Regions from separate parts of the Hordeum vulgare genome. Here region 1 is linked to region 2. Evidence: chromatin contacts called from public Hi-C data. All regions are on one chromosome and are shown on one strand. The core of a region is the stretch at or near the end of the contact, and the rest is flanking DNA. Distances in the headings are between cores, read along the strand shown.

Region 1 (2,801 bases), core at 275-2,774, 130 kb before region 2:
ACACTCGAGGACAGTTCGGGGGCTACTGAGGGATTCTGAGACTAAGGGGTCCTTGGGCCACTGGCCTATCTCTACGGGCCGGACTCATGGGCCGTTCTACGATTATCATTGAAGGGCCGGACTATAAGGTGACGTCGTGTTTAGGATGGAAACTTGTGAAGTCTTGACATGTACTCCAAGTCAAGATGATGATATCAGCATGTTTATTCTTGGATGTAACCCACCATATGTAACCCTAGGAATCCCTGGTGTCTATATAAATCAAAGGGTTTTGGTTCGTAGAGGACATCGACATAACCATTATCTAGGGTTTAGTCTAACTGATCTCGTGGTAAATCGACTGTGTAATCATCATACATTCATCAATATAATCGAGGAGGGCGTAGGATTTTACCTCTTCGAGAGGGCCCGAACCTGGGTAAATACTGTCCCCATGTTTCCTGTTACCCATTGATCCAATTTCCATAGCTCGGGACCCCCTACCCGAGATCTGCCGATTTTGACACCCACATGAAGCCTGAGTGTATATGCTTGGAGAGTAGCACAGATTGAGAAGCTCGTTACAGTTGGTATAAACTTTTCGTGACATATACTGTTTTCCTCTCCTCCCTGGCGGCTGGAAGCCTCGAACCCTAGCCGCTGTCAGGAGAGGCCAATCTTTCAGCACCGTTCTCCGGCGGCTCCCCTCCGCCCACGACCAGGGGGTCACCGGATTCACGAGTGTGGATCGTTTTTAATCCCTCGTGGTCTAGGTTTTAGGTTGTTCATCGTTTTGGCTTCGGCGGTGACGATGACGGCGTTGAATAAAGATTCTTCGGATCCTTCCCCGACGAGGCCATCGGACCTATGGTTCGGGATGGATTTGGAAACCAGTATGTCCACGCAAGGATGGCGTGATGGCGATGGCGTCCTCGTGGAGGACCTGTGTCCTCGGACTCCGCCATTGCAACGGTGTTTTCTCCGACGTCGGCGTGGAGCTTGATAGGTAGTCGAGGAGTAGATGCAGATTGTAGTCTAGATGGAGGACATCTGGAAGACGGGACATGTGCTGGGTTCGTGGTTCGTGGATGGCAGGTATGATTTTCTCCTTCAACGTCTTAGTCGTGGTGGGGTGCCAGATCTAAAGTTCGATGACGTGTTCGGGATGTTGCATCGGTCTGATTCGTTCATTGGCAATGGCTTAACTTTTGGTGAGCCGCCTTGGAGGTCCGTAAAACTGCATATCAGCGATGGAGTCGCGTCAAGTTCGAGTGAAAAGGTGATCCATCATTTTTTTCGGATGGCTAATGTAATGATGCCGGAGACACGTGACGGACGTTGGTGTCAAGATCAGACTTTTCAGTGTTACCGTATTCACTTATGATATGAACGATCTCGCGTACCATCTGCAGTCCCACAACGGGTTAACCGCCGATGGGAGGCAGGTGAAGTTAGTTTAATCAAGTCGAGACGGAAAGGCTGCGGGCAATTAATCGTCGACAGGTCCCGTCGCTCTCCCATCGGCGCCGGTCATGGGCGGAGCAAGGGTCGGCGCGCCACGCCACGCCGCCACTACCAGTATTTATTTGCTTCACGTCCACCATCCACGGCCACGGGCCTCACTCCCCGCCCACTCCACCAGCCCACTCCTCCCCTCCACCACGGCCCCGCCACCTCTCCATTGCCGCCGGCGCCGGGCAGCAGGTACCCTCCCCTCTAACCTCCTCCCATCTTCCGCCTGCGTGTATGTATGCTTGGAACTTGGATGTAGAGGTTTCTTCCCTGTTGACTCTGGACGCGTGATGGTGATTCCAGAATCTAATTTGATCCCGGGAAGTTAGAGGGCGACGTCCCTGCTCTGTTTCCGGTGATCAGGGCTCAGCGCCGTACTGCCACACAGCATGAATTTGTGGCGCTGGGGAGAGGTTGAGAGAGCCACGTTCCTGCTCCGCAGTAGTAGTGTTGCAAGTGTGGGGATTCAGAAATCAGAATCCCCTTTCTAGTTGACCAGCGAAAGCAGAGCATCTCTCTGCTCAGCTGATTTGGGACTGAGAGAGGTCTTCTGGTGCTGGCGTTCGTTCCAGTTACAGACTTTCCGAGCGCCGGGTGGTCCTTGATTTCTCTCCATCCATGTGCCATGTCAAATGTCACCGGAATGACAGGAACCGCCGAGCGGTTCGTCGATCCCGGAGGGCGCTTTGCCGAGGCAGAGACCCTCGTAATCTGTTTGCTTGGTTGTTTGCGGTGATCGATACCTCGATGGTAGTGGCGTGCTGATTTTTTGTTGTTCGATTCATCATGTAGGTTCCTCCTGAATGTTATCTTGTGGTTGTAGGTTCGGTTGCCTTTGCCTTTTTCTGAAACTTTTTAAGCTTTCAGTCTTGCACTATGAAACCAGGAGGTTTTGGACGCCGGGAGCACAAAAACTCAAAGTCTACACCCCTGCTAGAAATATAGAGCATGTGAAATGGAACCATGATCCGGAAAACGCATATTACTGGAAGTACCAACAAGGGTTGCTCATGCCTTGCTAGAGTGTTTTTTCTTCTGAATTTTGGCATGGGGGTATTCCGTATTGTTGAAATAATACAAGTACACTCTTCGCAAAAACAAAAAAAGAGAGAAGAGAAATAATGCAAGTTTCTTCTTTCTAAAAGGGGATAACCCCGGCCTCTCCATCAAGAGAAATAATACAAGTACACGACAGAAAGGCCAGAACTAACCTTCCCAATACTATGGCCACATTCTTTTTCTCCAGATGAGATAATTGACTCTCCTATATAAGAAATTATTCCAACTGTTATTCTACTCCCTCTGTAAAC
Region 2 (2,770 bases), core at 60-2,559:
AGTTCGGATAGTAACAAAGAGCATGGTGCCGCCGCTCTACCACACGGAACGTGACCTACCTAGCCAAGCCATGAAATCCACATAGACGTCACTTTCTGCCGCGAAAGGGCTTCTATCTCCTATTCGCCACGTCTCGACTTTTCTTCGGAGGAAGGACTCAATCTTTTTCCCTCTAGAGCTTCATGTGGAATCCCAACATCTTAGATGCAAACCCAAAAGATAGAAAGAAAAAAAAAACCAGCCATCCGCGACACTTTCTCGCGCAAGGGCCTATATTTTCATTTTGGGAAACGTTTCTGGCCGGTGCGTCGGCCGAACCGTTCAGCCGGCCGCACACGACCCGCTGATTAGGCATGCAGCATTTTTTTCGTCTAAATTGCTGCAACCACCATCATATTTGCTACAAGCGTTTTTTTTTGCTATATTTTGTCCAGTAAAAAAGCTGGATATACGTTTGGTTGCAACTCCAGTTCGTTGGATTTTTCGTTACAATCGGTGTTTTTACTTTTGCTACAATCGTGTTAATTTTTGCTACAACCGGCATCATTTTTTGCTGCAACCGTTTACTAAAAAAGTTGCATCCACGTTCACGTAGATATTTGTTACAACCGGCGTTTGACTTTTGCTACCACGCACCATCAACTTCTTTTTTTGTTACGATCACTTAGATATTTTTTTGCTATAAATTTTGTTCTTGTTGCAACCGATGAAAAAATTTCTGCATCGCGTCGAAACTTTGCTGCATTGTGAAAAAAAATGTTGCATGAAGATCTAACGGTACGGACGCGCGGCAGTTGGCGGATCGTGCCGCGCGCGGGCGCAGAGCACCGGCCTTTTATTTTCCTAGTTTCCTTTTTTTGCGGATCTTAGGTTTTATTTTCCCTTTCCCTGTGTAGAACCTTTAATTGGAATTGCAACGGGAAAACTTTTATTTCGACCCAACCTTTTTGATCAGTATATCTATGTGTGTTTCATGCTCATATAGGAGTAGAACTTTGCATGGAACCTGAATGTAGGCGCACATTCCTCGTCACTTTATACATACTTGTAGACGGGGAAAAAAAGCGCACATCTTGTAGGAGTAGTTGTATGTAACCTCTAGCCTAGATGGGGTATAGGGCATCCAAGACGAGATGCACTTTACAGCGAGATACCTGGGACAGGATGGGATGGGATTCCCTTTTGCTTAGGGCAATCCAATTGCGAGGCCAATGAAAGCGCCGAACGGTCACTCTCGCCCCGCCCGGACCGATTTCGTTTTGAACGGCCGCCCACAAACACACACACGCAAGGGAGAGAGGGGGGAAAAAATTAGGATTCTTTTACTTATTTATCGCCATCCATCCATCATCTCCCCAGAAATCCCTCCTCGATTCGATTCCCCACCCCGGATCGACCACACCACACCGCACCGCAGCCGGCACGGAGCGAGGAAAAAAACCATTTCTTTTCCGCACCACCACCACCACTGCGAATATGCTGCCCCCAGCCGCGCCGGCCGCCCCCTGATCCCCAATGCCCCCGCGCCGCCGCCGATCCGCCCCGCCTCCCGCTTCCTCCTAGCCCTCTCCCTCCCTCCCTCCTCCGCCCCGCCGCTCCCGCCCGCTCGCGGCGGACGGGCTGGGGGCCGAGGGGACGGCTAGGGTTTTCCTCCCGCGATTCGAGCGCCGCCGGGCTCCCGCGGGTTCGTGCTTCCTCCCTCGCCCGCTCGCTCTGCGGAGCGGCGCCTGCGGTTCCGCGTCGCCCTAGAGGGATTGGCCGGCCCCTTGCTCCACTCCTCGCTGCCGCGGGAGCAGAGCGCGGCTCCGGGGAGGAGCTCCGCGGGCTCGATTCGCGGGCGCATTCCGCGGCCTCGCGAGCCTGAAGCTTCGGTTCGGCCGGCCCCGGGCCCCGGAAAGCGCGGCCTTTTAAGCTTCCCAGCGCCTCCCGCCGGGTCTCGCTGCGGGTGCCGGAGGGAACCATGGCGGAGAACATCGATCTGGTGCTGGAGTTCCTCAAGAAGAACCGGTTCGCCAAGGCCGAGGCCGCGCTCCGCGGGGAGCTCAGCGCCACCAACGGCCAGAGGCGCGCGGCCGAGCCGCCCAAGGAGGAGGACGAGCAGGAGGGCGGCTCCACCGCGGGGCCGAGGGGCGCCGCCTCTTCCGTGAGGAGCGCCGACTCGTCGAGGGAGTTCATCGTCAAGGAGATTGACGTGGGAGGCCTGGCGAACGGATCTGATGGGAAGAAGGGGCTCGGGATTGGCCTGCCTCTCGAGAGCAACAACACGGGGGATCTGTATCCGTGGAATTTCAGCATTGCCAACAGCACCGTGGAGCAGCTGGCCGAGCTTCTCGTGTCCGAGGAGGTGCCGCGGCATCGCCGCACATCGGTAGCTGAGAAGAGGGACCGGGGCGTCGGGACCGAGCAGCCTGGTCCGGTGCTGGAGCAGAAGGTGTCGTTTGGAAGAGGGAAGGGGAAGGTTGACACCGCGGGGAGAAGTGAGGTCCATGAACCAGGCCATTCGAGTGACAAGAATCTGGTTCCAGAAAAGGAGGAACCCTTGAATGGCTATGCAGTCAAGACAGTGCTTCCATTTCCTACTGAAATCCCGTCGTCTAGCTACCATACTACTCACCAGGATGGAAATGACAGGAAAGATACGAAGAAGAGCGTCAATGCCGATGGTTCTGGAAAACCAGCAAAGAGGCAGCCGCCTGATGAGGGCAACAGGCAGTATTACTCAGGGAAGTCCCAGAGTAATGTGGATCACGTCGCTGACCGTTGCTTCGAC

What was found. A called contact is a pair of places that touch in the nucleus more often than the background predicts.
Region 1: a contact with region 2 is called in a Hi-C map of leaf, with 5 times the contacts expected there. The contact joins the promoter of LOC123447547 here to the promoter of LOC123447546 in region 2. A contact is called at or near these places in 5 of 6 Hi-C or Micro-C datasets (leaf and seedling) and 1 of 1 datasets of contacts at active chromatin or transcription factors (embryo).

Annotation. Positions count from the first base shown.
Region 1 is chr4H:20,929,337-20,932,137 of MorexV3_pseudomolecules_assembly, reverse strand. It overlaps LOC123447547 (phytochrome A type 3), which reads left to right and starts at 1,524. Exons shown (of 6, transcript XM_045124155.1): 1 at 1,524-1,683.
Region 2 is chr4H:20,799,862-20,802,631 of MorexV3_pseudomolecules_assembly, reverse strand. It overlaps LOC123447546, which reads left to right and starts at 1,309. Exons shown (of 7, transcript XM_045124152.1): 1 at 1,309-2,770. The coding sequence starts at 1,961.